Regions from separate parts of the Mus musculus genome. Here regions 1, 2, 4 and 5 are each linked to region 3. Evidence: chromatin contacts called from public Hi-C data. All regions are on one chromosome and are shown on one strand. Each heading gives the region's core, a stretch centred on a gene start, on an enhancer-like site or on the middle of the called end of the contact. The rest is flanking DNA. Distances are from core to core; before and after follow the strand shown. Region 1 overlaps Kcnma1 (potassium large conductance calcium-activated channel, subfamily M, alpha member 1). Region 2 overlaps Kcnma1 (potassium large conductance calcium-activated channel, subfamily M, alpha member 1). Region 3 overlaps Lrmda (leucine rich melanocyte differentiation associated). Region 4 overlaps Lrmda (leucine rich melanocyte differentiation associated). Region 5 overlaps Kcnma1 (potassium large conductance calcium-activated channel, subfamily M, alpha member 1).

Region 1 (5,299 bases), core at 2,162-4,661, 760 kb after region 3:
TTATTTCCTTTCAGAGAGGGGAATTTGTATCTGGACATGCACAGGTGGTCACATGTGCACATGGAAGCCAGAGGCTGGCATCAGGCATCTTCCTCAATTACTCTCTACATTATTTTCTGAAATGAGATCTCTCACTCAGCCTGGAGCTCACAGGTTTGGTTATGCTGGATAACTAGTGAATTCCAGGGGTCCATATGTCTCTGACTCCCCAGCTCTGGGATTATGCATATGTGCTCCTGTGTCTCGATTTTAAAATATACTTTCTAGGGATCCAGAACTCAGGACCTTACATTTGAACAGCAAGTCCTCTACAAATTGGCCTTCATCTCAAGCCTTAGACAGACTTATTAATAACTAATTGTACCATGGTGATGCAACCACAAATTACATGGATTCTTCCTTGGGTCTCCTAATTGACTCTGGCCTTTACATCTCATTCATCTCATTACTTGGGACTCGGTGATCCTTAGCCATTCTCAATAGAGCAGGACACCTTTGATGCGAACTTTTTCATCCTAGGCAGTTTCCTTTCCTGAACAGCATTTCTCTCTTTAGATCAAAGAAGCTTTCCCTGTCTCTATCTGCTGTTGGGACAAACACAGAGAACACTGGCCTTACCTGGACAAACTCAGAGAACACTGACCCAAACAGGCCAGCCTCACCACTTGGAAATGAAGGTGGACTAGGAAAAAATAATTCCAAACATGTAAAATGTTTATAGTTTTCTCTTTGGGAATGATATTGATTTGTAAGGTGAGTGCAACCTTTCTCCCTAACACACCTGGCAAGTCATGCATCCTACCCTGCCACTGGGACTGGCTGTCTCACTGTGACAGCCAGATGCATCCTCCCTTCTCACCCACTAGACCCAATGGGTGCTGCCTAAGCCAGCAAAAGTTGCTGGCCATTCTCTCTGAGCATACTCAAAATACATACAGATGCTCTCCAAAATAGGCAGGCTCCACATAGAAGCTTTCTACTTGACTGATGCCAAAGGCTACCTGTATAGCCATTCTGTTCAATTTCAATTTGACAATAAACAAGTTATGTGGTTTATCCAACACTGGATTTGTGTTAGATGGCCTTGCCCAACTATAGACTAATGTTTTTATGTAGACTTTACGTTAGGCAGGTTTAAACTCATATGCTCAGTAGGTAAAGCACACTGAGTGCATTTTATGTACAGGTTATTTTCCAATTACAATGGGCTTATCAGGATGTAACAACCATCTGATGTTGAAGAGCATCTCTACTGGCATTAGCCTTCATAGAATGCCAGTATCTGCAACTCTCAGGAGATTTGGAAGGAGCCATAGACTCAAAAGCCTGCTGAGGCATGATATGATATGTCACAGAAGGATACCTGTCTGGCCTAGGGACTTCCCAATGTTACTACCAGGTCCCAAGCCCTCCTGAATGTCACCACAGCCCCCTTTCCTGGGTTGCTTATTAGCTCTGTAAGATTTTTAGGCACACTGGCTTTCTGCTGTTACCTCTACCCTAAACAGCCCCAGTGAGCTCATTAGGAACACACTGAGTTATCGTGTGCTCTTAGGAACACTCTCTCTAATGTGCTTCCTGCCTTCATGATTATTTCACACCTTCCTGATTTTATTGTACCAAATTCCAGCCAAAAGAACATCTCACTGGGATGATGTTACTACATAATCAAGCTCCCGTTTAGCTGCCACTGGCTCCTTGGATAGCTCTGATTGGACAAGGTCTCACATACTCTCCAAGAGAGCAACAATCACAATCTCTTACTCCTCTTCACCACGGAGTCCAGCACAATTCCCGGCTCATGGGAGGGTTTGAATAATTGTTGAGCCAGTGTGTTGGAATGGGTGTTTTCCTAAATCTGCTTTAGATGCAAGCTGGCAAGACCCTTTGGCATCTGTGAGAAGCATCATGCATCTCTGATCTGCCTCCACATCTCCTTATTGGAATTGCACAGAGGAGGGAGAGCCAATGACCTTTACTGACAACTGGTACCCACGGTCAGAGCAAATCTCCACGGTTGTGGGGAAAGGAGCAGGCTGCTGCCATGTAATACCAGTACTGTATGGAGGTTCAACTCTGACAGCAACAGAATCAGATTTCCACATCCTTCATGCTGCATTGATGTCTATGATATTTTAATACAAAGAGACGCTGGACTTGGCCAGTGAGAAAGTTTGCTGTTTTATTTTCAGAGCATGGTGACAGCAGTGGTGGAAAGAACCCCAAGTCTGCAAGGAACTGCTCGTCGCAACTCTGGAAAGACTTCTATCAGAATGAATGGCATGTCAGGAAGACAGAAAATAGGGTGCAACTTAGTCTCGGATGCTTGCATTTGTTCCTGGGATTCTAAATCTACCCAGCAAGGACTCACTCCATCAAACATGAGGCTGAGCAGAAAGAATCTTTCGGGATTATAATTAGAAAATTCACAATCAGAATTCCTTTGTAAATGGAGGTAGGATATTTGAAAGCAAAAGTCGATGCTTGAATGCGCCCCCACCCCGCAAGGTACCCAGTTCATCTCCCACCTACATTTCTATTCTTGTTTAGAGAACAATAGGTGGAACATTCTGCTAAGTGTGTGGAAGGGAAGAAAGACAGCAGGGAAGGGGGGCAGAGGGGAGGCCTTCATCCCATCCGCATTACCTAGAGTTTGATTGACTATGCAGCCAAGTCTCTTTTCAGATGTTCAAGTTTGAAAAGGACTGGAGACGTGCCTGAGAAGGACCCAAAGCAGATGCCAAGGAGGAAGTATCTGCATCCACACCCACCAAGGCCCCTGTCATTGGAAAGGACTACTTGGGACACTACATCATGTGGGGCATCTAATGCCAAATGCGCTGTGATCTGCCTCTCAGTGCCCAATTTCAGAAGTCATCAGGGGTCGTTTTCCCAAAGTATGAGGGCAACATTTTTTTTTCTTTTTTTCCTCTTTCCACAAAAAGTTTAATGCTAATCAAAGCAGAATGCCTAATCAGTTCAAGATGGCCTGTCAGCTTGAATTATCTATTTGTCTTCCTATTTACTGTATCTGTCTGTCTACAATTCTTTGTATCTTTGTGAAAATCAGTTATTAGGGCCCATGTTTCCTTCTGACTACAATCGCTACCAGATGAACCTCCCCGGTGATATGTTGATGATTTGCTAATTTATGGTTTTTAAAATCGAGGAATCCTGAGATATTGCAGGGGAGTCACGTGGGCTACGAGAGGAGAAGTGCTCAATGCTTTTCCTGACAAGGGATCAAAGATTGTGTAAAATACAAGACTTCAGTCCCATTTCAACCTGAGTGATGTCTGAGGCAGAGAAATCGTAAATGACATCTTATGGGAAACATCCCTCCCGTGAGCAGTCCGGCCCTTGCAGGCCTGGGAGAAGTGAGAGTGAACGTCACCCGAGATCCACATAAACAGGAAAGGAAAGCAGGCCCATGGTATCAAGCCAAGATAGCACCACATGACTTAACCCACATCCCACTCTCGCACACTGGAGGCCAGGCTGAGAGCAACCACAGCATTGCAGGGAGACTCCCTGGGATCCGAGGCAGGTTTAAATAAGCTCTCGAGCTGAACTTCCCAACCACTTAGGTGGCCAGATAGCTCAACAGAGAGCGAGAGCTGTTGTACGGCTGGAGGGTTTAATAGGTGTGCTGGAATGTATCTGTCCCTGATGCCTGGCACAGAGCAAGCAGTCAATAAACACATGTGGAATGAATAAACATGAAGGTACAGCACATGGTGATTCTCTTTTGGCAAGGATAGACCCCCAAGAGGGGGCAAATAAAAAGAATCTTTTTAAGGAAATAGCCATATTATGGCCTTTAAAAATGGCCTGGAATCACTGTGGGTAAAACCTGAAAGTAGGGAGAAGATAGAGGAACAGCCCATGTAGAGCCAAGGTAGTAAGTAGGCATAAAGAAACACATGGGGTCTGAGTAAGGAGGAGGGAGGGGGAGAGGGAGAGGGAGGGGGAGGGGGGAAGAGGGAGAGGGAGAGGAAGAGGGAAAGGGAAAGGGAGAGGAAGAGGGAAAGGGAGAGGGAGAGGGAGAGGGAGAGGGAGAGGCAGAGGGAGAGGGAGAGGGAGAGGGAGAGGGAGAGGGAGAGGGAGAGGGAGAGGGAGAGGGAGAGGGAGAGGGAGAGGGAGAGGGAGAGGGAGAGGGAGAGGGAGAGGGAGAGGGAGCATGAACATGAATGAGAAGAACAGCCTATATTGAATAAGTAGCTAAACTAGGCCCCACTCATAAGAAATCAGAAGGAGATGCATAGAGCCCCATGATTAGCTAGCAGAGAGGAATGCCCTGGCAAGCTGGAGATTATGAAGGAGATATAGTTATTCTCTGAATTCTTGAAGCATTGGGTCCAGATGAGGGTAGAAAATATGGTCCCAGGTATACATGGAGTTCTTTAAATAAGTTTACTTCTATCTCTTGGAAATCAAGAGCTCAAAATGGACCAACCTACAAATCCTGAAACTGGTCTACTAGATAAAACAGTATGGTGTTTGTAGTAAGAGACCAACACTGAAGCTCAAGAGCAAGAGCAATTGCTCTGGAGCAAGATATGGGTCTGGCTGTAGAAACTGCTCCCCACTCTAGAATTGGGAAGTCACCATGGAGATTTTCCTTCCATGCTAATTACATCTGGTTTCCTGTTCTCCTTTGTCCACTCCTTGTCTTTTTTTTTTTTTTAATTCCTTTCTTTCCATGTGTCCTCTCAGCTTCTGGCTACCAAAAATCTGTGGAGCCCTCTACACCCACACTCTTCTCTCTGTCCCAAACACCTGGGCCAGAACTACCTCAGTTTGGGGCCATTGAAGCCACATCATGGGAAACATAAGGCCTGGATGGCTCCCCAGCTGTGCTGTCTCTATCCAGGGGGTTACAGCTGATGGATTCCTCTCTGTGGCCAATTATTTTCCATGGCCCTTGGCCATCTGACCTTGGACCATGATCTTGTCAGTTCTCATAAACTAACCAGGAGTAGAATGAATTACACTCAGAGAAGAAACCTCTGGGGAAACCGTAAGAGGCTGTGGAAGGAAAAGACAGCAAACCAAGAACCCCAAGGCCATGGGAGTCTCCGTCTCCCCCATGCCTCCACCACCTCTGAGCAGTTTTCATTGTACACGAAGGAAGGAGGCAGAGTCAAAGGCCTTGGGAGGCCAGCTGGGCTCTAGGAGAGCTACTATGCTGAATAAGATTTAGGGTCTCAGCACAAGGGGCTAATTGCCCACAATATTTCCAAATTATCCATTGATAAGTTTCTTGGTCTCTAACTGAACTCTTTGTTAACACATCGGT
Region 2 (5,262 bases), core at 1,167-3,666, 740 kb after region 3:
TCCATTCAAATAGCCACGGCATGTCAGCCTTACTGGCCTCCTTGATTGTGCAGAAGTAAATAAATGAATTATGTTGTTGGGGTTTGGGCTTCGGCACAAACACATGGTCTGCATTTATCCACACAGTGAGAGGTCCACCAGCCACTTGATATAAAAGAGGAAAATGATAATTCTTTTCTTTAGGCACTCTGGTGCCATATGGAATGTATATAAATCATATTTTTGTTTTAACAGCGGAGGCTTTGTTGATAGATAAACATGTGGTTTATCTAAAAAAAAAGAGAGAGAGAGAGAGGATTGTGCTTTGAACAATCATTTAATGGCCACGGATGTGCCAAATAAAAATAAAAACATAATTTTGAAAGGAGCTGGCCTCTTTCCCAAATCTGTAACAAGGAATTTCTTCTCAACCAGAGAAGTTAAAGCCCGTCGTTCTGTTTTGAGTTTAAGCTGTGCTGTACTCAACCCCACGACAAATGGAATCCTAGGCTAATGTGCTCTAATAAGACAAGACGTTACCTTTATGAATGACCTCATAGAGAAGAGATTGGCAAGCATTGTGGAGAGGCCTTGAGCCAGACAGCTCTGGGCTATGAAACCCAACTTGAGCTCTGCAAGGCATATTGCGTCATCACCCTCTTTCCAGTTCCAGCTGGGGATGTTGAGCAGATGGGCCTGTGGGAATAACAAGAGGTATGAGACCCTGTTCTGCTCCATGTCTGAGTGTCTGAAATCTCTTCTTGGAATTGCTGCATAGTCCAAAAACACCGGGTCATCCAAACTTTTCCTTTCTTCCCTCTTCCTGGGTCTAAGGACTGTTCTATTCTTCTGGTTCATCAGACTTGGGCTTCTTGGCAACATTGCTTCTACACTCACCAGGCCCACATCCTCCTCTCAAGTTTGCTGTTTAGCCAGATTCACCCCAGAGGGGATTTTTCTCTTGTGAGACACACCAGCCCCCAGCATTAAGAAGTCAAGTTAGCTTGTTTTTAAAGTGGCTCTCAAGTATCTCAGATTGCCAGATGCCTGTGTGTCTGTGTGCTCTTGCATTTTTTTCCTGCCTTCTCAATAATCTAGATTAGGGATGTCCCAAACTTGAGTGGGTTTCTGCATACCCTGCAATGTGTACAAAAACTACAGGTTGCTAGCCCCCACCATCCTAAGTTTCTAACTGAGTAGATCTGGGGTAGAGTTGGAGAACCTGTACCTCTACATGTGAGAGGAAATGCTGCTTCCCTGGAGGCCACTGTGCAGCAAAGATAAAGACATCCTACAATCTCTCTCAGATGGACTCTCTTATGGCAAAATTAGGTCAGAGCCCAACTCCCAGGCCCTGAGGTGTGCTCACACAATTATTTGCCAGTGGCATGCAGTGGAGAGTTGTACATGGCAGAGTGAGGGAAAAAACTGAAATTCGGGAAGTTCTCTAGTGTTTGGGGATTTACAAATAACAATAATAAGAGAAGAGAGTTAGAAGATCTAGATGTCAGGGTCAACACTTACATTCAAAAATATTGACTATATAGGTTTGAAACAAGAAGATGGATCTAAGAGAGTGTATGAGAGAGAGAGAGAGAGAGAGAGAGAGAGAGAGAGAGAGAGAGAGAGAGAGAGAGAAGGAGAGAGCAGGGCGCAGCAGTTAAGTGTATAGTTAACTCAAACCTCTATTAGAGGCCATGGGATACAAGACACAGAAAGCCAAAGCTTGCTTGTTATAGTCTCCAGAGCAAAGGGAAACGACTCTTTATTCTATAAGAATAGGCCATGTTCATTCCACAGGATTTGATCCAGTTTTAACAGTCAAACTTGAAGAGCAAAGTGACCAATTGAATAATGGCCAGAGAGCAATGAGGAGGACAAGAGGAGATAAGTGTTCTGGAAAAGATCTCTTGAGAAACAGTAAAACAATCCAGAAATGCTCAAGATACAGAGGGACATCCTTGGGGACATAGGCTGGTCATCACATCTGGATGCCTCAAGTCCTGCTATGTCATGATTAGCTTCACATCTAGGACTTTCCTGATATATATTAAAAGGAAGCAAAGGGGTTTGGCTTGTCTGACAAAGGAACTTTCTATGGATGAAATATGTCTAATAAATAGAGAATACTACTTTATGGCTAAGACTTAGCATTTTTCCAAAATGCTATAATAAATCATGCTTTACAGAAGAAGTTGACCCAGAGTCTTTCTAAGTACCTGTATAATCCAGGAGTCTATAGCTCTGAAATTATTTCTCCCCACATAGCAGCAAACTGGAGCAGCAAAAGAGTCTTTCCTTCACTTTTGGAACAACAGAAGCCAGTTGCAATAAAAGGATGAATGACTACATTGCAGAAACAAAGAGCAGAGCCCAGACCTCTTTGCTCTGCTTGGAGAAACCCCAGTCTTATGAAATGCCTGCTTGCAAAATCCACCTCTGTGACAGTCTCCAAACCAAGCCAGCAGTGGTCACTGATGGAAGAATGACTGCTTGTTCCCTAACCCGAGTAAAATCGGCCTGTGTGTGGGCCAGAGAGAGTGTGATTTGTGTGGAGCTGAGTACCAGAGGGTCTTCTGCATATCACACACTGAATGTCAACAGATAGCCCCACCCTCTCTCTCATTACTTTCCCTATTCTTCCCTGGCTTACGACGTCAGCTTTTTCATTTTACTTCCTTGGCATAGTATAAAAGACATTCATCTATGTGGAGAATACTCTTATGAGAAGAATGATCAATTACATCCAAGTAATAAACAAGAGATTTGGGTGGTCTGGTCTCTACAAAGACACCACATAGCCTCCATGCCATTTTCAAAGAAACTATGACAACCTTGAACACAGTCTGTCCTATCCCCATGCCTTCCAAAATATGTAGTTCTGACATGTAAGCCGTGGGTCCCTTATGTCCCTTGGGTCCCTTGGGCCCCATGTGGAAAGTCATACTCATTATAAGCTTCTTATGTCTCCTCTCATTGCCATTGTATTTTCTCCAGTCATGCGGTGGCAGGGAGCAGGGATGAAGTGCCAATGACCAAGAGGGAAGGCTATGTGCGGGAAGCCAAGAGTGGATATTGACCCAGGAACTCTAATTTTTTTGTTTTTGGAAACTTCATCCTCTTTTATTTGAGGGAAATTGGCTCTGGTAAAAAAAAAAAAACCCTCAGCATTTCTACCCAGGAATCCAGAGGCAAATTCTTTCTAGCTTGGCAAAGAGAAAAATTAGGTCCAACATTAACCACACCCTCACTCCATTTATGCTGGCGGATCATCCTCCATTTCATGGAGAAGAGCTATGAAAATGTGCTGCTTCAGGAAGGCAGAAGAAATGAATTCTGGTCACATTTCTCTCTCTTGCTATATATTCAGCCTTGGAGAAATACTGTGAAAAATGACAAAGTCTAAGGATGGAACAGCAACAGTACTCTGTATTCTGCATCTCCCGTCAATGTCCACTAAGAGCTTCATCCCTGGGGTGATACTCTCTTAGGAGCAAGTGGAGCCTTTGGGAGGTAGAATTTAATAAAAACTCTTTGGGTCATTGAGAGCATTGCCTTGTAAGAGGCTAACAGGGCACCAATCAGCCCTATCTGTTTGGTCTGATGGATAGGAATCAATCCAGTGCTTTCTATCAATCTCTCCCAGAATGGTGAGTTGCCTCATCACAAGCATAACTAAACAAGGCCAACCCATCAAGGCCCACAGCCTCCAAAAGTTTTATGGCATACATTTGGAAGAGTGACAGAAAGTTGCCCATGAAGATTTGTGCTACCAATCTGACAGAATCTGGAATCATCCAGGAGACAGGCTTCCGGCCATGGCTGTGAAGGATTATCTTTATTCTATTAATTAAGGTTGGAACCCCCACCCACTGTGGGTGGTGCCATTCCCTGGCTGGAATCCTGGTCTGTATAAGTGGATAATGGGATCTGATCTGTGTAATATGACATGACCAGCTACTTCACACTCTCGGTAGTTTGACTTCCCCACTATGATAGATGGAGCCTTGAGCTGTGAGCTGAAACGAAACCCACCTTCATGAAGGGACTTTTGTCAGAGTGTTTCACCACAGATACAGGAAAGTTACAAAGGAACTGGTTAACACGGCTGTGTCCCAAATGCCATCATAGGCAACAAGGATGCTCAAAGAACTAGCATCTGTACTGGGGCTTAGTTTCCAAATCAGAGACAAGAGCCTCTTTGATTAGAGTGCTTTGGGGGAAATGAGAGCTGCATGAACAGGTGAGTTTTTAGAATGAGCACCTTTACCAGCGTCACATCACCATCCCGTGTCTGGAGAGCTCTGAACCATGTACCTCTTCCCTCCGCACTCAGAGATGCCCAGGGTTTGAAAGTTCTCTCTGTGAAATTTAGCCACTGTAAAGAGATCCATTTTGGAGAATACTATCCTTCCCCCAGGAACCCAAGTTTAGTTCTGTGGGCTACTGTCCCATTCACATAGAAGGTAGCAGTTGGCTATACTGTCCTAGCCTGCTGGCTGCTGAGTGACCTTGATTTGTGCTTACCAGAGTTGATAGGCCTAGAATAGAGCTTTGACTCCTGCTAGTCTGAAGTTACACTGGGATGCTAAAATGCACAGATGGCCCAATGAGGACTAAATGAGATAATGGATGTCAAAGCTCTTTTAAAACCATAAAACAGGACTCAAATGTCTGCAATTGTTATGATGACAAACTCAAGGCCAGCAGTTTCCCTGCATCCCTCTGGGCTCTAGAATATCACCCTCATTACATCACAGGGATTTGACAGTGTTTTTATTTCAAGCCTTGTGTCTAACTGTGGGAGCAATTACACCCTCCAGAATATACTCCTGGTGGCATAGTTTTCACACACACACACACACACACACACACACACACACACACACACACACCAGGTCTTTCCCAAGCACGTGTATAAATGGGTGGCATTCTATGTGTTTCTCAGATGGGCACAGAGAAAAGGCCACAAGAAGAAAAAGTTGAAAAAGAAGAAGAGTGTGTGGGAAAGGTGGGTGGGAGGCCCTTAGGAAAATTCAAAGTAATGAAGCGGGGGGGAAGAACTATCTACTCAAAAATCTAAGAATGATCTGAAAAATAAAGGCAAGAGGAATTCTCCCTTTAAAAGGGAGATGCAGAAAGAGAGAAAACTGCCCTGTCTCGAAGTTACTCTATTCCCATATCCTCACTAATCTAACAGTGCTCTGAAAATGACCTTACCTGACCAGAGACCTAAGTAGAGTGGGGTGGTTCTAAATGAGATGCCTTTTAAGGAAATACTCC
Region 3 (5,040 bases), core at 1,603-4,102:
GTGGATGGGCCTGCGATGTTTTATAGGACACTGGCTATAACTTTTTAATGTCATACCACCCACCCACAGCAACCCCATCCCCTGGAGCACTAAATGCCTTTCTTATCACCAATATTTGATGAGAAAATGCTGTTGGGTGTCTTCCTCCAAGTAGACGGGAAATCTAACCATGTTCCTTGCAGCCTAGTGCTCTGTCCACAAGATCTGATTTGTTTTTCTCACCCTAAATTTATAGACAGTTCCAAGGAAGCATATCCTGTTTGCTGTCTGGAGCAGCAGGAGAGTGAGGGAGAGAGTGATTTAGGGAGTTTGTTTTTCTCAAGACTTCCTTGAGCTGCTTTATGGCTTTACAAAAACCGCTGATCTATTCCTCCCTAATTTTATGAGCAAATTGTTCTTTCTTTTCTGATTTTTTTTCCCCCACTGAGTTTTCTTGGCCGACCCAGGCACCAATTATCAGAACTCCCCGGGCATAGTTGGATCCTCCCTAACATGTGTATAGCTGTAAACATATTGACCCCAGAAAATGAGGCTCTAGCTGTAGGCTCAGGCGAAGTCCTGACTTAACAATACGACTTCAAGTGAGAATGCCAACGTGGAATCATTTTTTTTCCCTGGTGACCAACAAGTATCTGTGATGGTTTAACAGTAGTGCAGAGCACCCCTGGAGCCCGTGTCCCCAAAACCTGGCTTAGTAGGGTGGTGGCACTGAGCCAAAGCTTCATTCATTTACAGCTTTCTTTATGGACAAGTGCTAAGAAGGAAGCCATCAGCCAAGAGAAAGTTGTCTGTCACATTCATGAGGAGATGGATAATTATGAATAATTAGAGACAAAGATCCAGTTACAGAAAGGTGTGAGAGGCAGTGCAGAATGTTCCTCCTTTAAAGATGTTTGCCTGGGTTGGACCATTTGCCTGGGTTGGACCATTTCATTACCTTTACTAGGTGACAGTGCAGCCTTTTAGATAAGATCAGCCAAAATGCTGTTGAGAGTGAGTCCTGGCTCATTTAAACCCCTCTTGCTTTTAGGGTCAATCATATATTTCCCTTGCAATCCAGTTGTGTCTGGTTTTTCTAACAAGGGATCTCTTCCTGAGCCATCCTTGTTTAGCTTCCTATAGTAAGATACTCTGACTCCTGGATGTTCCAACAGCTCAGCAGGATAAAAACAAATTTGAGGGAAAAAAAACCAAACCATCACCTAGACACTTTTTATGTGTGCAGCTGTTGATCAAGGCTTTGGTTATTTAAGCTGGTGACATTGACTCTGTGGGCGCAATGACTTACAGAGGTCACCACACTGCAAGTTCACAATAAATGCTGGTAAATTAAATATATTAGAGTATCTATGTACTTCACACTTTTATTTTTAAGCAATGGGGTTTATGGCACAACATAGGCACAGTGGATTTCAAGACTGACCTTAAAGAAAAATACTGACAGAACTTTGGAGAGCCACACTATAGTAGAAAAGGAGTGTGTGTGTGTGTGTGTGTGTGTGTGTGTGTGTGTGTGTGTGTGTGTGTGTGTTGGGGGTGGTCCATTCCTCACTCTGAGAAGGTTTCAAAGCTTTTCTTTGGAAGGTTTAAATTTAAGCTTGAAGAAGTGGGGCTGAGGCCCCATTCTTGTCTGGTGGCCATTCTTTCTGATGAATAAATGTGAAGAGTGCTTTGAATCTGGTTTTCCCTCTGATAAGGAATTTTTTTTTCCATGCTGTCTTTTCTTTGCACCTGAAGGAGCACCGAGGGTAAAAAATAGAGGCCTGTTTCCTGTTCCTAACTGGAGCCCTCAGAAGGCTGTCAGAGGAGAGCAGCAACTCTGTGGGATTTATGCCTGGGACCTGTCAGAGTAAAATGATCATAGCAAGCCCTCTCTGCCATCAATCACAGAGGGACCGGGATGGCAAGGACAGGCATTTTTCAAATTTCTTTACTGTGCATATTTAGTTTTGTGCCTGGAGGAGGTCTAACTCCTTTGAACCATTCTTGGAGATTTTTTTTTTTCCCATCAGATGGCAGCTCTGAGAACTACTTAATCTCTCCCAAAGTGCTTCTCTCATTGGCCAGCTGAGAAAAACAGCCAGCAGGTAAAGGGGGGCAAGGTGGCAGGGATAATCCATGGATAAGTTCAGAGAGGAAAAATTTGGGGTTCAGAGCATGGTGGCTCCAACATCTGGGCTGTGGCACTATGCTGTCTGCCTAAGGCTTCCTTCTTCCTCATTTCAGTGTCACATGGTTGTTTAGTAACAAGAACACAGAGCTGACACTGCTGTTCTTATCACTGGGAGAATTCTTCTGTCCCAAACAGCTGTTTCCCACATTTGTCAAGGCAGAGTTTGAAGGGAAGTGGGGTGGCCATTCCTTCCTGCCCATCAGAGAGGTCTGTTTGGTCATGATAACATTCAAGGAGTGCATTTATCCATCTTGCTACTGAAGGTGAAAGGCTAGGGTCACAAAGAGAAAAGACAAGAAGAAACCTGTTGGAAAGGTTTATAAATCCTGCCAGGAGTGCTCTAAACAAGAAAAGGAGCCTGTGGCTGGATGTGTAAAGTCTTGCCACATTGATAGGGACCTGATTCTCCAGACCTAGGAAGCCATCCGTGTAAACAGAGAACTGTTGCTTGAATCAGGTCTGCTTTGGCTTAAAGTCTGAGAAACACATTGCCTTCAAAGTGAATTCTTAGGTGTCACTTCCCATAAGTTATGGCAGAAGATTACAAAGCTACTGATATAACATATTAGTTTGATAGACAGAATTATACCCCCAACGCTTCCTGCTCTCCCCAATGACGCACAGTAACGAGTGTGTCTTGGCAGCTGCCTTGATTTACCACCAGTCTGGGAGGCCAACCGGGAGAAGGAACATTCACATGGATGCAGGGCCTGTGACTGGCCCCAAGCCTAGTTTATAAAGCTGCCCTGTAATTCACCACAAATGTGTCACCATTAAAAGAGGAAAAGAGGATTGCAGATAATAAATACTCTCTAATTTATTAGCTAACAACAAAGAGATCAGAGCCAGTTGTGATGTGATTGTTTGACATAATATTGTCAAGGAAAAAAAAGCTAAGTTGACCAGAGAGGTAAATTACACATTCAAGCAGATACATCAACTCTTGGCTTGTCACAAGCCCAACTAAGCAAAACACCAAACTGAGGAGAGAGCTGGCAGTACTCAGTGCTATTTATCTCTAAAGGAGACATATTCAAGAGCGAGTGAAATAAGACATACTTCTTTTGGACTTGGTCAGAGGCCAGATTTTAACTGTTATAAATTAAATGTTTTGTGAACGAATTTGGCAATTCTCCTTGCTTTTGTCCTGATGGGGAGATGAGCAAGCCTGCTGTTTGTTTGATGCTGATGGTTTGGACAGCTGGGGTGTGGGCTTCTATAGTTGGGTGTTGGGAGGATTCGCAAATTCCTGTAACTAAAGCATGAAGCACAGAACAGTTCTTGAATGTGGTTCTTTGAAAACTTGGTGGCATGGAAATTGTCACCTTTTTTGCTGTGGCTTCCTCCTCTGTACTTTGACATAATCACCTGGGATGCCAGCCGCAGATGCAGGTTCAGAGTAGAGTTATGAGACCTTACTTAGAAGAAGTGTCTGTCTCTCATTCCATCACGGTCTGTAACCAGGAACTAGTTGGAGGCAATCCATAGCCTCTGAGCATTTGCTGTGAGTTACCTTAATGAAGCTGAGAGTCAAGGGAGCCTGTTGGGATGTGGTTTGACATGAGCTGATACCCAGAATGGTTTTCCCAGTCCTGAGTCTAAAAGACAAGCGGTTTCACCTCAGTGAACATTCGCCTTTAAGTCTCACCTGCTAGTTGAACATGGGTTTCTTGAATTTACGTCTCAGTCTTGAGGCAAGGATGGCAGTTGACACCCTGTAGGAAGGTGCAGGAAAATGTTCCATTCTTAGGATATGAATTCAGGGTTGGTGCAGTTAATATGCTGTTAATCGATTTGGATGAGTGGATCTCTGTCTCTCTGCCTATGTCTCTCTGCCTCTCTGTCTCTAGAATTTGGTAGATTAGTAAGACTATAAATATGATGAAAGGCATATAGTGAAAATCTTTGGAAGGAAGAAAGAGAGAGAGAGAGAGAGAGAGAGAGAGAGAGAGAGAGAGACCTGAGTGGTTGAGAATCTTGGGAGGACCTGGGAGACATTGGAAGAGGGGAAAGATAAAGATAATCAAAACATATTATATGAAAATATTTTTCATTAAAATGCTTATTTTATGTAGTTTTAGATTTTGTGTGTGTGTGTGTGTGTGTGTGTGTGTGTGTGTCTATTTAATATGCTGGAGATGGAGGCCAGGGCTTTGTGCATACTGCTGCCCTTTTCATTGCTCTAACACTGACATGTGGTAAGTGACTTCTTGCGTCCAGAGTCCAGCCGAATGGTCCCTTTCTACTGCTGTTAACTTGATGTCTTTGTCTGTTGCCCACTCCTTAATCTTCTTCAGCCTTGCTTGGTGTTAAGTTTGATAGATATTGATCTGGAATTTCCCTGTAGATGGCATCTTCCTTGAATTTCCTGTTCGATTTGAGTAAATGCCTGTTCAAATACTGTTCTCATTTTGAGTCAAGGGACTTGTAGGTTTACAATCTTGGATGGCTGTGATTAGCTCACACCAAGCACAGTCACCTTCTCCTTGCAATCACATAGCTCCCACCCCACCCCACCAACCCTCTCCTTTGCTGTGTTTGATCATGCTGGTGTTTACTATGCTGTACAGTCCATACTGTAATGCCACCAGTTTTATATGCATCCAACATGATTTGCTGTTTCACTTTTCTGCTTGTCAAAAAAAAACCTTTTCTTTCTTCCTTGGTCCATTCTTTACTCCCAACAAGGTGTTCTGTACCAATGCCACATTCTGAGCTTGGTTACCGACCACCATGACTTTATTTCAAGTTCATTTTATTTTAGGAAGTTATGACTTGTTTTATAAGCACAGTGTACTTTTATGATGTCAACTCCCCCTTTTACAAATCCCTTAGGGCTCCTCCTTGCTTTTGGGATATAGCCATGG
Region 4 (5,230 bases), core at 410-2,909, 580 kb before region 3:
TCTGAAAAAGAACTCTGTGTGTGTGTGTGTGTGTGTGTGTGTGTGTGTGTGTGTGGTGTGGAGTGTTGACATTTATGAGAGAGAATGGAGCTTGGCATTTGGAGGGTATTTATTTTATTTAGGGTAATAGTATTATGAAGAAAGAATGTGGTTCAAGAGTTATCCATGAACTTGAGAAAAAAGAATAAATTCAGTCTTGGATAAAGACAAGAGAAATAGGAAATGATTGCTATTTTATAGTGAATTAAGAACAATGGCAAAATATAAGACAAGGCAGAGATACAAGGATCGTGATAGATTGAGTGCACATGTCCAAAACTTAGTGTGTGCATGCTGACGTCTTTTCCCCACCCCTTTCCCAGTCCCTCTGGTGGTGGTCGGTGACTAGGCCATTGTGTGGGTAGCCTTGCCTTCAGGTTTTTTCTTTCTGCAAAGTCATATGTTTTTAGCTGTGATTGCAGCTACTGCCGAGTGGCTCACCTTGTCTTGAGTAATGAGAATAAACAACCGGTCACCGCGCTGACCACTGAAACTAATAAAGATATATAGTGCCGGCTGGCTTAGGGAGTCACAGACGCATTCCTAAACTCCCTGTGACATTTATACCAAGGGAACATGATTCCAAACTCACTCACTGCTTACCCATTCTCAGAGAGAACAAACTATTTGACTGATGGTTTGCTAAATTTAATATGCTTAGCAAGTAAAATTATTGCCTACTCTAATGCTGGGTAATTATTAAGATACACTGCTTTTAAAAATACCAAGTGAATAATATTGATTTAGTGAACTGCTATTTAGAAAAATGCCAGCAAAGGAGGGATATTTTATTTTAGCTGCCTTAAAGCTGTAATGGTTCTGGGCTGAGATACGCATGCGGAAATAAATTATGTACAAGGTAAACTATTTTGTTATATAGTACCCATAATATTAATTAAGCTGTAATTTTACCAACAATGCTTTAATTTAACAAATAAACAGGAATCATCTGTACCATTCTTTCAAATATATAACTTTGGGGTGGTAATAAAACACACAGAAGCACCTGCAGTTAATTGTAGAGCAAACAGAGAGACTAGCAACTGTAAAGGGTAATTGTAATTTATAATTTATTTATTTGACTTATGCTGGGTATAATTACCGTTATAATGTGTTATTATTTTCAGTCCAGCATTAGATATATCTGATTCCAGTTTGTCCAGGCAGCCTGGTGAAGCTCTCTACTTGGGTCCCTTGAAAGTATACTCTCTCCTGCTCCCTTCCCAGTAATGGGAGCTTGTGAAATAAAGAAGAATGGATGGGCCCGTGTCAATAGCAATCCTTGTCCAAAGCTCCAAGAATATTTCCATTTCCATTAAAGCCAAGAGTTTGTCCTGCCCTCACGGTCTTTTAGCTGGCAGCACCTGGAGTGACAGGGCCTGGGTCTGCGTGGCCCCCAGCCATGGGTGAGTGGGCTGGGCCATGCCTGCATAAGAAGGATAGTAAGGAGACCTGAGGACTGGCTGCTACAGCGCCTCCCTTCCTTTTGGTTCTGGGAGTTGTGAGTATTTATTATGGTGGCGCTTTTGGGCTTTTGTTGTTATTATTTTCGAGAGCAGCCTGGAAGGAACAGCTCAAGGAGGAAAAACACCAGGGGTGGAAGAAAGAAGCAATTACAGCGGCCGTTTGTTTGTGGCTAGCAGAATGCTGAAATGGCAGATTTGCAAATTTGTGAGAGAGGGACGCTTAGTGTTCATCTTTATCAGCCAAAGTGGTTTCTTGTTAGCTGAGCAGCAAGCTAGAAAGCCACCGATTTTGACAACATAATTTACATCTTTGTATAAAACTATTGCTGGCAGCCGAACTAATTTGTGCTGGATTAGGTTGTTTGTCTCTGCTGCTGACTAACCATGCAATCTATCAGAGGCCGTTCTCAAATATCACTTTTCAACTGTGCCCTTGAGAGGGGGAATTGATCGGGAATATACGGAAGCAAAATTACTCCAATAACTTTATAGAAGAAACAATTACGGAATCATACAGATGTGAATAATTCTGAAAAGCAGAAACAGTGAATTTCACCCCACTCCTATCTTTCACATATTCATGAAATATACAAATAATATAATAAGGTCCTGTTTCTTTCTTCTTTCTGGACCTTGGACAATAGTGGAGTTAAAGTGAAAGGTAGGAATGTGGTAGTAAAAAAAGATTCTCGGAGGTCATCATTGAGGATTTCCAATGTAGGCTTTACAAATATAACTAAAAACTTCATATATGTACACCACACACACACACACACACACACACACACACACACACATCACCTAAAATATATCTTTTGATCCAGTATGAGTTTTTATAAGTTTTAAAGTAAAGCATCAAGCTAGAAAGACATACCAGTCAGGGAGATGTATTTGTCTTAGCAACATACACAATAAACACATGTATGCATCTTATCATGCAATTCTACAGTTATATTAATAAGTTTCCTATGAGGAGAGGAGCTTCTCTTCTCTTCTCCTGTTAAGTGGATACCTTAGACATTTCTTCCTCCCTTCAATGAGATAGAGGATGATAGAACAGTACAGCAGGAGTCGGGGTAAAAGTAGAGGGGATTTACGATAGACATCCAAGCTGGACCTGTTTGTAAGATGCCTGACTTAAGGCAGCAAGCAAACAAACAAAAAACCCCATTAAGCATCTATTATTTTAAAGCAGTGGTTACATTTTTCATCACTTTCCCCTGATAAATTTTTGCTTGTGCATCCTGCTTCAGGTAATTAATTGCTTTCAGTTCAGAGGAGTAATAATGCAATAAATTATGCCAGTATTTCTAGTCATAGGATCATATTGCAGCTTCCTAACCAAGGCAACACTAATAACAATCCAGGAGACTTGTGGGCCACAGAAAAAGCCTGATTATTATAAATTGGATGCATACAGTCCAAGGACCAGGTCTTCAACATTGCTGTCAAAAGATCTCTTTTAGGGAAGTTTGCATATTCATAGGTGTGCAAGTTACTCTTTGCCATGCTGTGACAAGAACGACTTGAGGAAGAGAGGGTTTATTCTGTCTTACAGTTCAAGGAGACACAGTCCATCATGGCGGGAAGTTATGGTGTTAAGACTGTGGGGTGGCTGATCAACATTGGATCTGTAGACAGGAAGAAGAGAGCTGGTAGGAAGCAGGGCCAGGCTATGGAACCTCAAACCCACTCCTAGTGACCCACCTCCTCCCACAAGGCTCCACTCCTAAAAAGTTTCACAGCATCTGAACCATCTGTAGTGGGATCTGATGCCCTCTTCTGGTGTGTCTGGAGAGAGCAACAGTCTAGGTTTACACAAAATAATAAATAAATGAATCTTAGAAAAACATAAAATGCCAGCCAGTACCAGTTGACTCCAAATTCCCCATCACCGTACACTTCATACATCTTTTCAGTATATTTTTCTGCCTATTTCTCCACCACTCAGCTGTTCAGTGGCTACCTGTATTAATTCCTTTCCTCGATGCTGTGATGAGTTCCCAATGCAACTTAAAGAAGGAAGGGCTTCTTTTGGTTTAGTTGGAATGACGTTCATCAAAGCAGAAAGGACATGACGGCAGGCACACGAGACAACTGCTCACACTGCAGTTATAGTCAGAAAGCAGAGTGGTAAGCGGCCACATTTAGCTACCTTTTCTCCTCTTCATTCAGGCTGGGACCCTAGCCCTTCCCAGACTGGAGGAATGATACCTCCCACTTTTAGACTGGGTCTACCCATTCAATTACTGTGGTCTAGAAGTTCTCCCATAGACAGGCCCAGAGGCTTTTCCACCAAGGTGACGCTAGATAGATCCTGTCAGGTTGACAGTCAATACAAACCCATCTCCCTAATGTTGACATTGCTTGACAGGTTCTGTTTCCATGTTAGACTGTTGACATTGGACCTTGTCTGTCTCCATAACGGTGTTAGCTACATTTTTCTTTTCCCAGAGAAGGTGCACAGTGCACATGCCTGTCTTTGTAGCCATCCTTGTTTTTTTAGTTTGTAAACCTCCACAGCAAATGGCTGGATACTGTGATGCGTATTGGCCTATGACTTGAACCTTTGCTGTGACAAATACCACGGTGTGAAGTTGAAGGGGGAAGACTGGGGAAGGATAATAAGATTGCCTTCTCTGCTTCTTATATTGTTTGCTTTGGGTTCTTGCCGAATAAATGCAATGCATTTTCTGGTGGTCTATGTTGCTATTCATTTTCTAGCTTTGAGCCTGATTGTGCAGAGGATCAAACATACTCCAAGGCATAGATGGGAATAAGATTTGAAGGAAAAAGAAGAGTGTGATATTGTTCATGCTAATGTATGCTATGAGAGCAGTTTCAGTCCTTTCCATAAAATACCCAAAGCTTGCAGACCTTTTTCAGTTCTGTGGACTGTGTCTTGGGTATTCTGTACAGCTTTTTTTTTTTTTTATAACATCCACTTATTAGTGAATACATACCTTGTATGTCCTTTTGGGTCTGAGTTACCTCACTCAGGATGATATTTTCTAGTTCCATTCATTTGCCTACAAAGCTCAGGATGTCCTCGTTCTTAATAGCTGAGTAGTATTCCATCGTGTAAATGAACCACATTTTCTGTATTCATCCTTCTGTCGTGGGACATCTAGGTTGTTTCCAGCGTCTGGCTATCACAACATAGTGGAACACGTGCCCCTGTGGCATAGTGGGGCATCTTTTGGGTATATTCCCAAGAGTGGTATAGCTGGGTCTTCAAGTAGATCTAGTTCCAATTTTCTGAGGAACCTCCAGATTGATTTCCAGAGAGGTTGTACCAGTTTGCAATTCCACCAGCAATGGAGGAGTGTTCCTCTTTCTCCACATCCTCCCCAACATGTGTTGTCACCTGAGGTTTTGATCTTAGCCATTCTGATTGGTGTAAGGTGGAATCTCAGGGTCATTTTGATTTGCATTTCTCTGATCTCTATGTTGGGGTGGGCTTTGGTAATGCAACTGTCTTTGAGATATTTCTGCTCCCGTAACTAACCCATTCCCCATATTCCTATAAATAACCCCAATAAAACTCATCAGGTTACTGAGTTAGAGTTTGGCGATAGACTTACTTTGGCCTGTCATTGGTTTCCTATCTGACATGAGTAATCACATGGGCATGTCTCCTCAGGATTAGTGTCAGTACTCAGGGAAGCAAGCAGTGGCCCCTTTGCCCAGATAGCCAGCCAGTGAGGCCCGAGATGAGCCAAATT
Region 5 (5,331 bases), core at 1,793-4,292, 630 kb after region 3:
TGTATGAGGCTTAGATGAGGGTGGGGAGGGTGGCTAGGCCAGCTCAGCTGCTTGCTATTGTCCAGAAGACCCATAACAGAACATGCATCTTACAGTGCTTCCCTGAAAACCCTAAATAAACATAGGCGGTTAGGACACACAGCACCACAGGTATTCGAACAATCTAAGCATACTCCAGATCGGCTTCAGAATCTCCCACTTTTGTTTTTTTTTAAATATTTATTTATTTATTATATGTAAATACACTGTAGCTGTCCTCAGACACTCCAGAAGAGGGAGTCAGATCTTGTTATGGATGGTTGTGAGCCACCATGTGGTTGCTGGGATTTGAACTCCTGACCTTCGGAAGAGCAGTCGGGTGCTCTTACCCACTGAGCCATCTCACCAGCCCAGAATCTCCCACTTCTTAGGAGTAGCTTTTCTACTGTCAATTTGGGGTTACCTCATTCTGACTGACCCAAGGCAAAGGGAAAATGGTGTGTCAAGGTGAGAAAGGCAGAAAGGCTGTGCAAAGGCTCCCAACCCCAGGCTCTCTCCCACCTGCTCCATACTACACTCCCACCCCCACCTCCCACCCTAGGCTCCACTCAGGCTGAGACCCTATCAGTCACTTAGCGCTCCAGGCTGGGACTATGTGGCTGGGAGGATATCACATCTTATCAGAAATGAGTATCCACAGCAAATCACACCGAGACTAAACAGCACTTAAAAGATTAAAGGAAATAAATACAAGCCACATAAATGGTATTGAAAAAAAAAAAAAAACACTTAGGGTTGATATGCATCTCTCAGCTGGCAAACAGGCACTCTGGGTTTGACCTGAATTCATCTTTCTTTCAGAGGACAGGAGGTAGGCAACCAAAGCAATTGGAGGCCAGATGAAGTGTGAGTGTGTGTGCACGTGCTCACACATGTGCCTAGGTATACTTTTGCATTTTTCTGGCTTAGGCTGCAGAAGGAAGTCTCACATTGGTCCTTCGCATAATACAAGGGTATATCTTTTAGTGTGTGGGGCCACCATTGCACTGCAACTGTGGGACCTGGGGGGCTGCTAGTACACCACTTCAGTGAGTTTTTATGTGAGTTCATGAGGATGTTTATTGGGAGGTACAAACTATACTTTTCCTTTCATGAGCTCACAGTGCAACATCCCAAAAGGTCTTTCATCCAGCCTAGTTGACAACGGCTGGGTTTACCTGAGAACCCTGCATATTACCATGGTTGTGGCAAATTGTGGAAAGGGTCTCTATTCGTCCCTCACACTGGCTGTTCTGCTGGCTTCTTTTGCTTAACTTTTTCTTCCCCATTAGCTCCAGGCCTCTCATAAAGTACCCTCTTTGGTTAAGCACACATTTCCCTTTTATCCAGTCACTGCTGTTGGCTGGCATGGCTCCTCAGATGTGAGATCTGCAAGTTAATATGTGTTCGCCAGCTCTGGGGAGACACCTCGTTGTGGAGGGAGTCTAATGCCTGCTTCGATGCGAGGAGACTATTTATTTTCATTGTGAGTCTGAGAGATCATCCATCATAATCATAGCACATTTAGACTGGGATTTGTTCACTTCAATGGAACTGTGTTCAAAGCTTTACTCGGAGCCTGGAAATCTGTTCCCTGAAGAGCTGGGATGGAAAATGTCCCCGGCTTAAATATACGAATGCTGCGTAACGGAGAGCATTTCACATGGCTCAGGTCGCACAGGAAGATCAAGGATACGTTCTCTTTACAAAGAGGGACAGAAAATATATTTAATTATCCTCTCTTTGGGTTTTACCAATGTCTGCATATTTACAGAAAGCAGTTCTAGGAAAAGTAGCTGATCTCTCAGATATAATTCTTATCTCATGGCTTCTATGACTACATGAGAAATGAAAACAAAAGAGAGACTTAAGCTCACTCGCTTTCACGAAAGACAAACATGTTCAAGCAGCAGCGAGCCACTGCCTTGGGAGCACAAAGAGTCACAGGCTTGAACTTAACCTGCTTTCTGGCTCATTGCAATCTACCTTTCTAGCATCTTCCCATGCCTCCACACGAGCTGAATGAAGAGGTGTTCCTTTAAAGAAACCTGACTTGCCAGCTTCTTTAAAACACAAACAAGTTCGAGAATCTAATGTGGAATTTTTATAGGAGCCAAACTCTCCCAAGTCTTTGAGCCCTCGTAAAATTCAAGGGCTTGTTTTTGCGCATCCCTAAGTATAACACTTAATGTTCTGTTGTAACTTCCCAGCGCTCTCTTGTCTAATAGGCCCTGAATCTAACAGTTTTACAGTTTGGGGAGAAGAGTCAGCGTTAGGAAAATGTCAGGCAGGTCTAATGAGGCTTCAGATCCCCTCGTTGGCGCTGGAGTTTAATTTAAACTTACAATGATGTTTTAACATGTTTGCGTTTTCTTGACTAAAGAGGATTCATTATTTCGGTGACATAACCTCCAGACAATGCTCTGGGAATTGATTTAAGATGTGGTGGTAATTCCAACAGCCTTAATGCAGAGCTGAACATCTGTAACAACATTTCGCTCTCCTTCACATCAGCGTTCTGTTTTTAAGCAAGAGCAAAGCAACGTCTTCCAGAAACATTGGCCGGGGGCTGGGGCTTACTTCAAAATGATCAGATATTTTACAAGATTTTTTTTTAAAGCAACCCCTGCCTTTGTCTTCCTCTCCAGACTGCAAGTATTATGCCAGAGACCACTGGCGCTTCTTGTAAGGATCCGTGAGGTGGAGTGGGTAATGACTGTGACTTTCAGGTTGCCCAAGTAGCCTGTTACTTACATGGAATGAATCCACCAGTCCCCTCCAGCCCCGGGCATTTTCCCTCCTCCCTGTTTTCCCCAAGAGATTAAGGAGGGCAGAGTGGGGTGGGGTGGAGATGAAGCTCTGAGATTTAAAGGTGAGTTTGTTGGCTGGAGTTAAAAAATAGCTCAAAGCAAATAAACTCAGAAAAGTAATAAAAGGTAACAACTCATAAACATGAGTCAAACAGCTATCTCCATTACGTTATTAATGACCACATCTGGAGTAACCCACATCTGCACACACTTAGCAGATCATTAGTAATGTCATATTCACACTGGAGTCACTTAGAATAAATGGCATGCATAGTGGTATTGAACACAAAGGCATCAAACTGAAGGGGCTTCCTACTGAAGTCAGGGTGCAAGCTGCTAGTCGGAGAGTGGGGTTGTTTTCATGATCATCCATTGGTTTTGTTTTTTGGTTGTTTTTTTTTTTTTAATGGCTTTTCTCTTTCAAATTTTGTGGCCCAAAGAAGTTAAATGCATGCTGAAAGCCACAGTAGCTCTCTGTCTTCTGCAACTGAGCTTAGTGTGTTACAGTGAAACGCTGAGGGGTACCAGGCAACTGTTAAACACTGGGACAAAGCCCAGCACTCCTTCACCTGGCTTGGGCACGTGTGGAGAATTGGGAGTCGCATTCTTGTGCATAAATGGGTCTTTGTGATAGCGGGCTCTAGCTTCAACCTTGACTGCCAAACAATAAGGAGAGAAGAAAATTGAAATTAATCCCGAATGAAATTGTTCATTACAAAAGTTACCCACTGTTTTTTAACATTAAATACAACCATCATTTTGTGTTAGAATGGAAGTTTCTCCCTTGTGGCTGAATGGCAGATTTTCCCCACCCCCACCCCTCAAGTGTCCATCTAAAATACTCTCTGGAGGGGTGACATGTAAAACTTAAAGAAGACATTCTCCTTTATGCAGAAATTTCTAAAAGTATATAGAGCTCCTCTTCTCTCCTACAATGCACACACACACATACCCCAAAACTAATATCTTAGCAGGATCAGGCAGATTATCTTCTGGAAAGTACTGGAGAAAGTCCTGCTCAATACTGTTCATGTTTCATGTCTTTATCCCTCAGTATTAAACTATGGAAGGCCCGATCAGCCATCTTGGTTTTGATACCACTGCTCAGCTTGGTTTAAATCTAAATGTCATGCATTGGACACTCAGAAAGAGTAGTGTGGCCGGATCATTCAGGGCAGAGCTCAGAGGTAGAGTGCTTGCTTAGCATGAGTGATGGCCTGGGTTCTAGCCCCAGCATCACTAGAAAGGGGGAGATTGTGATGTGCCACGTTTCCCTGAGCCATCTGTACCATCAGTTCCATCAGAGAGACACAAGTACTTTCTAGAGTGGTCCTGTTTGATCTACAGCTGCTCTCTGGCAAACACTGAGGACAAACAGTGACCGCACAATTGCTGTTGTCAAGGTTAATAATAGCATGCTTCCTTTCCTCTCCTCCAAGACAGACCACAGAAGTCCCGGTGACATTGTCATTCTGCAGAGAGAGTCATGTGGACAAAAGGTCCTTGACTGACTGGAGTCCCTGAGAAATGTAAAGGCCTGTTCTCCATCAAGGAGTCTGGACTAATTAACACTTTGGGTCTTTATAATGTGGACACCAGGGGAAAATGGATCCTAAATGAGAGAAGGATGCCCCACCCCCACCCCCAGCATCCTGTCATATATACACAGGCTGGTAACAGGAAGTGGTGGTCCTTTAGAAATGACTGAAAAGCAATGATAATAAATTCCAGACAGATAACCCATAGTATGGGTGGGTACCATAACTGTCTATGCTAGTACCTGTTGATGAAGGATGATGCCTGTAGCTAGGAATTGCCATGAGTCAATCAATGAGACTGGGCACTAAGCATGGCTAAGACAAAGGGTGGGGGACATAGAGAAGTCATCCTTAGGATGAGAATTTCTGATCTGACATTCAGGGGATATAGTATCCAAGAATTCTTCACAGTCCCCTTACTAAGATCAATCAAGGAAAGTGGTTGTGAAAGATCATGGCAAGATATTAGTGTACAAATAATGACAAGATGAAGGATGTTACCCCACCACCATACTGTCTCAAACATACAAAACTCCCTAAAATTGAACAGTCACGTCTTCCTGTACGTTATCCAGCTGGGAAATCTCACAACCTGTAGCTGAAAAAACAGGAAACAGATTTATTTGTAAAGCTCGGAGGGCGTAGGTTATTAAAGGAATCTGTCATTATATAAAATGAAAATGGGCGGCTATATTGTACTAACATGGCACAGGGCGCACCCGCCCCGTGGAGAGCTAGTAGGACAGAAAGGGGAGGGTTTGTTGGTGATTTTCCATTTCTGGCTTTTGTAGTGCTAATAGAAGAATAGGAAAGGAGACTTTAAGGAACAATAGGTTATGTAGAAGTTAATCACAGGGTATATTTCTGGCTCTATTCAATGCCTAGGAAACCTGAATTATGTAAGTTTGAGTCCATCAATATAGAGTAATGGAAGAATTCAGCTCCTACACGAGAGAGAGAAAAAA

What was found. Hi-C and Micro-C count contacts between places; a contact is called where the count stands out from the background.
Region 1: a Hi-C map of uterus shows a contact between it and region 3, with 4 times the contacts expected there. The contact joins two enhancer-like sites. A contact is called at or near these places in 2 of 39 promoter capture datasets (both in the 3T3-L1 cell line), 4 of 484 Hi-C or Micro-C datasets (all in uterus) and 1 of 9 other capture datasets (embryonic tail).
Region 2: a contact with region 3 is called in a Hi-C map of uterus, with 4 times the contacts expected there. The contact joins two enhancer-like sites. A contact is called at or near these places in 4 of 484 Hi-C or Micro-C datasets (all in uterus).
Region 4: a Hi-C map of uterus shows a contact between it and region 3, with 2.3 times the contacts expected there. The contact joins two enhancer-like sites. A contact is called at or near these places in 1 of 39 promoter capture datasets (hippocampal neurons) and 3 of 484 Hi-C or Micro-C datasets (LSK cells and uterus).
Region 5: a contact with region 3 is called in a Hi-C map of uterus, with 4 times the contacts expected there. The contact joins two enhancer-like sites. A contact is called at or near these places in 2 of 39 promoter capture datasets (the 3T3-L1 cell line and hippocampal neurons), 5 of 484 Hi-C or Micro-C datasets (all in uterus), 2 of 115 datasets of contacts at active chromatin or transcription factors (embryonic basal ganglia and embryonic stem cells) and 2 of 9 other capture datasets (embryonic stem cells and embryonic tail).

What each region holds. Positions count from the first base shown.
Region 1 is chr14:23,517,845-23,523,143 of GRCm38.p6, forward strand. The region is part of intron 9 of Kcnma1 (potassium large conductance calcium-activated channel, subfamily M, alpha member 1); the gene reads right to left. It overlaps 5430425E15Rik (a long non-coding RNA gene), which reads left to right. Exons shown (of 4, transcript XR_003951125.1): 3 at 15-153; 4 at 556-5,299. Among named protein-coding and RNA genes, the nearest start is that of 5430425E15Rik, 10 kb to the left of the region's middle. RefSeq lists an enhancer at 2,302-3,754. Within about 2 kb of position 3,412, at least 20 of the 459 cell types and tissues checked have an H3K27ac peak or open chromatin away from gene starts, as enhancers often do. A contact at or near this core is called in uterus, where this site is marked.
Region 2 is chr14:23,494,020-23,499,281 of GRCm38.p6, forward strand. It overlaps Kcnma1 (potassium large conductance calcium-activated channel, subfamily M, alpha member 1), which reads right to left. Exons shown (of 28, transcript NM_001253364.1): 14 at 520-675. Among named protein-coding and RNA genes, the nearest start is that of 5430425E15Rik, 14 kb to the right of the region's middle. Within about 2 kb of position 2,417, at least 16 of the 459 cell types and tissues checked have an H3K27ac peak or open chromatin away from gene starts, as enhancers often do. A contact at or near this core is called in uterus, where this site is marked.
Region 3 is chr14:22,757,554-22,762,593 of GRCm38.p6, forward strand. All of the region lies in intron 5 of Lrmda (leucine rich melanocyte differentiation associated), which reads left to right. All of the region lies in intron 1 of Gm30926 (a long non-coding RNA gene), which reads right to left. Among named protein-coding and RNA genes, the nearest start is that of Gm30926, 41 kb to the right of the region's middle. Within about 2 kb of position 2,853, at least 47 of the 459 cell types and tissues checked have an H3K27ac peak or open chromatin away from gene starts, as enhancers often do. A contact at or near this core is called in uterus, where this site is marked.
Region 4 is chr14:22,174,497-22,179,726 of GRCm38.p6, forward strand. All of the region lies in intron 2 of Lrmda (leucine rich melanocyte differentiation associated), which reads left to right. Among named protein-coding and RNA genes, the nearest start is that of Gm41107, 150 kb to the left of the region's middle. Within about 2 kb of position 1,660, at least 6 of the 459 cell types and tissues checked have an H3K27ac peak or open chromatin away from gene starts, as enhancers often do. A contact at or near this core is called in uterus, where this site is marked.
Region 5 is chr14:23,387,524-23,392,854 of GRCm38.p6, forward strand. All of the region lies in intron 19 of Kcnma1 (potassium large conductance calcium-activated channel, subfamily M, alpha member 1), which reads right to left. Among named protein-coding and RNA genes, the nearest start is that of 5430425E15Rik, 120 kb to the right of the region's middle. Within about 2 kb of position 3,043, at least 17 of the 459 cell types and tissues checked have an H3K27ac peak or open chromatin away from gene starts, as enhancers often do. A contact at or near this core is called in uterus, where this site is marked.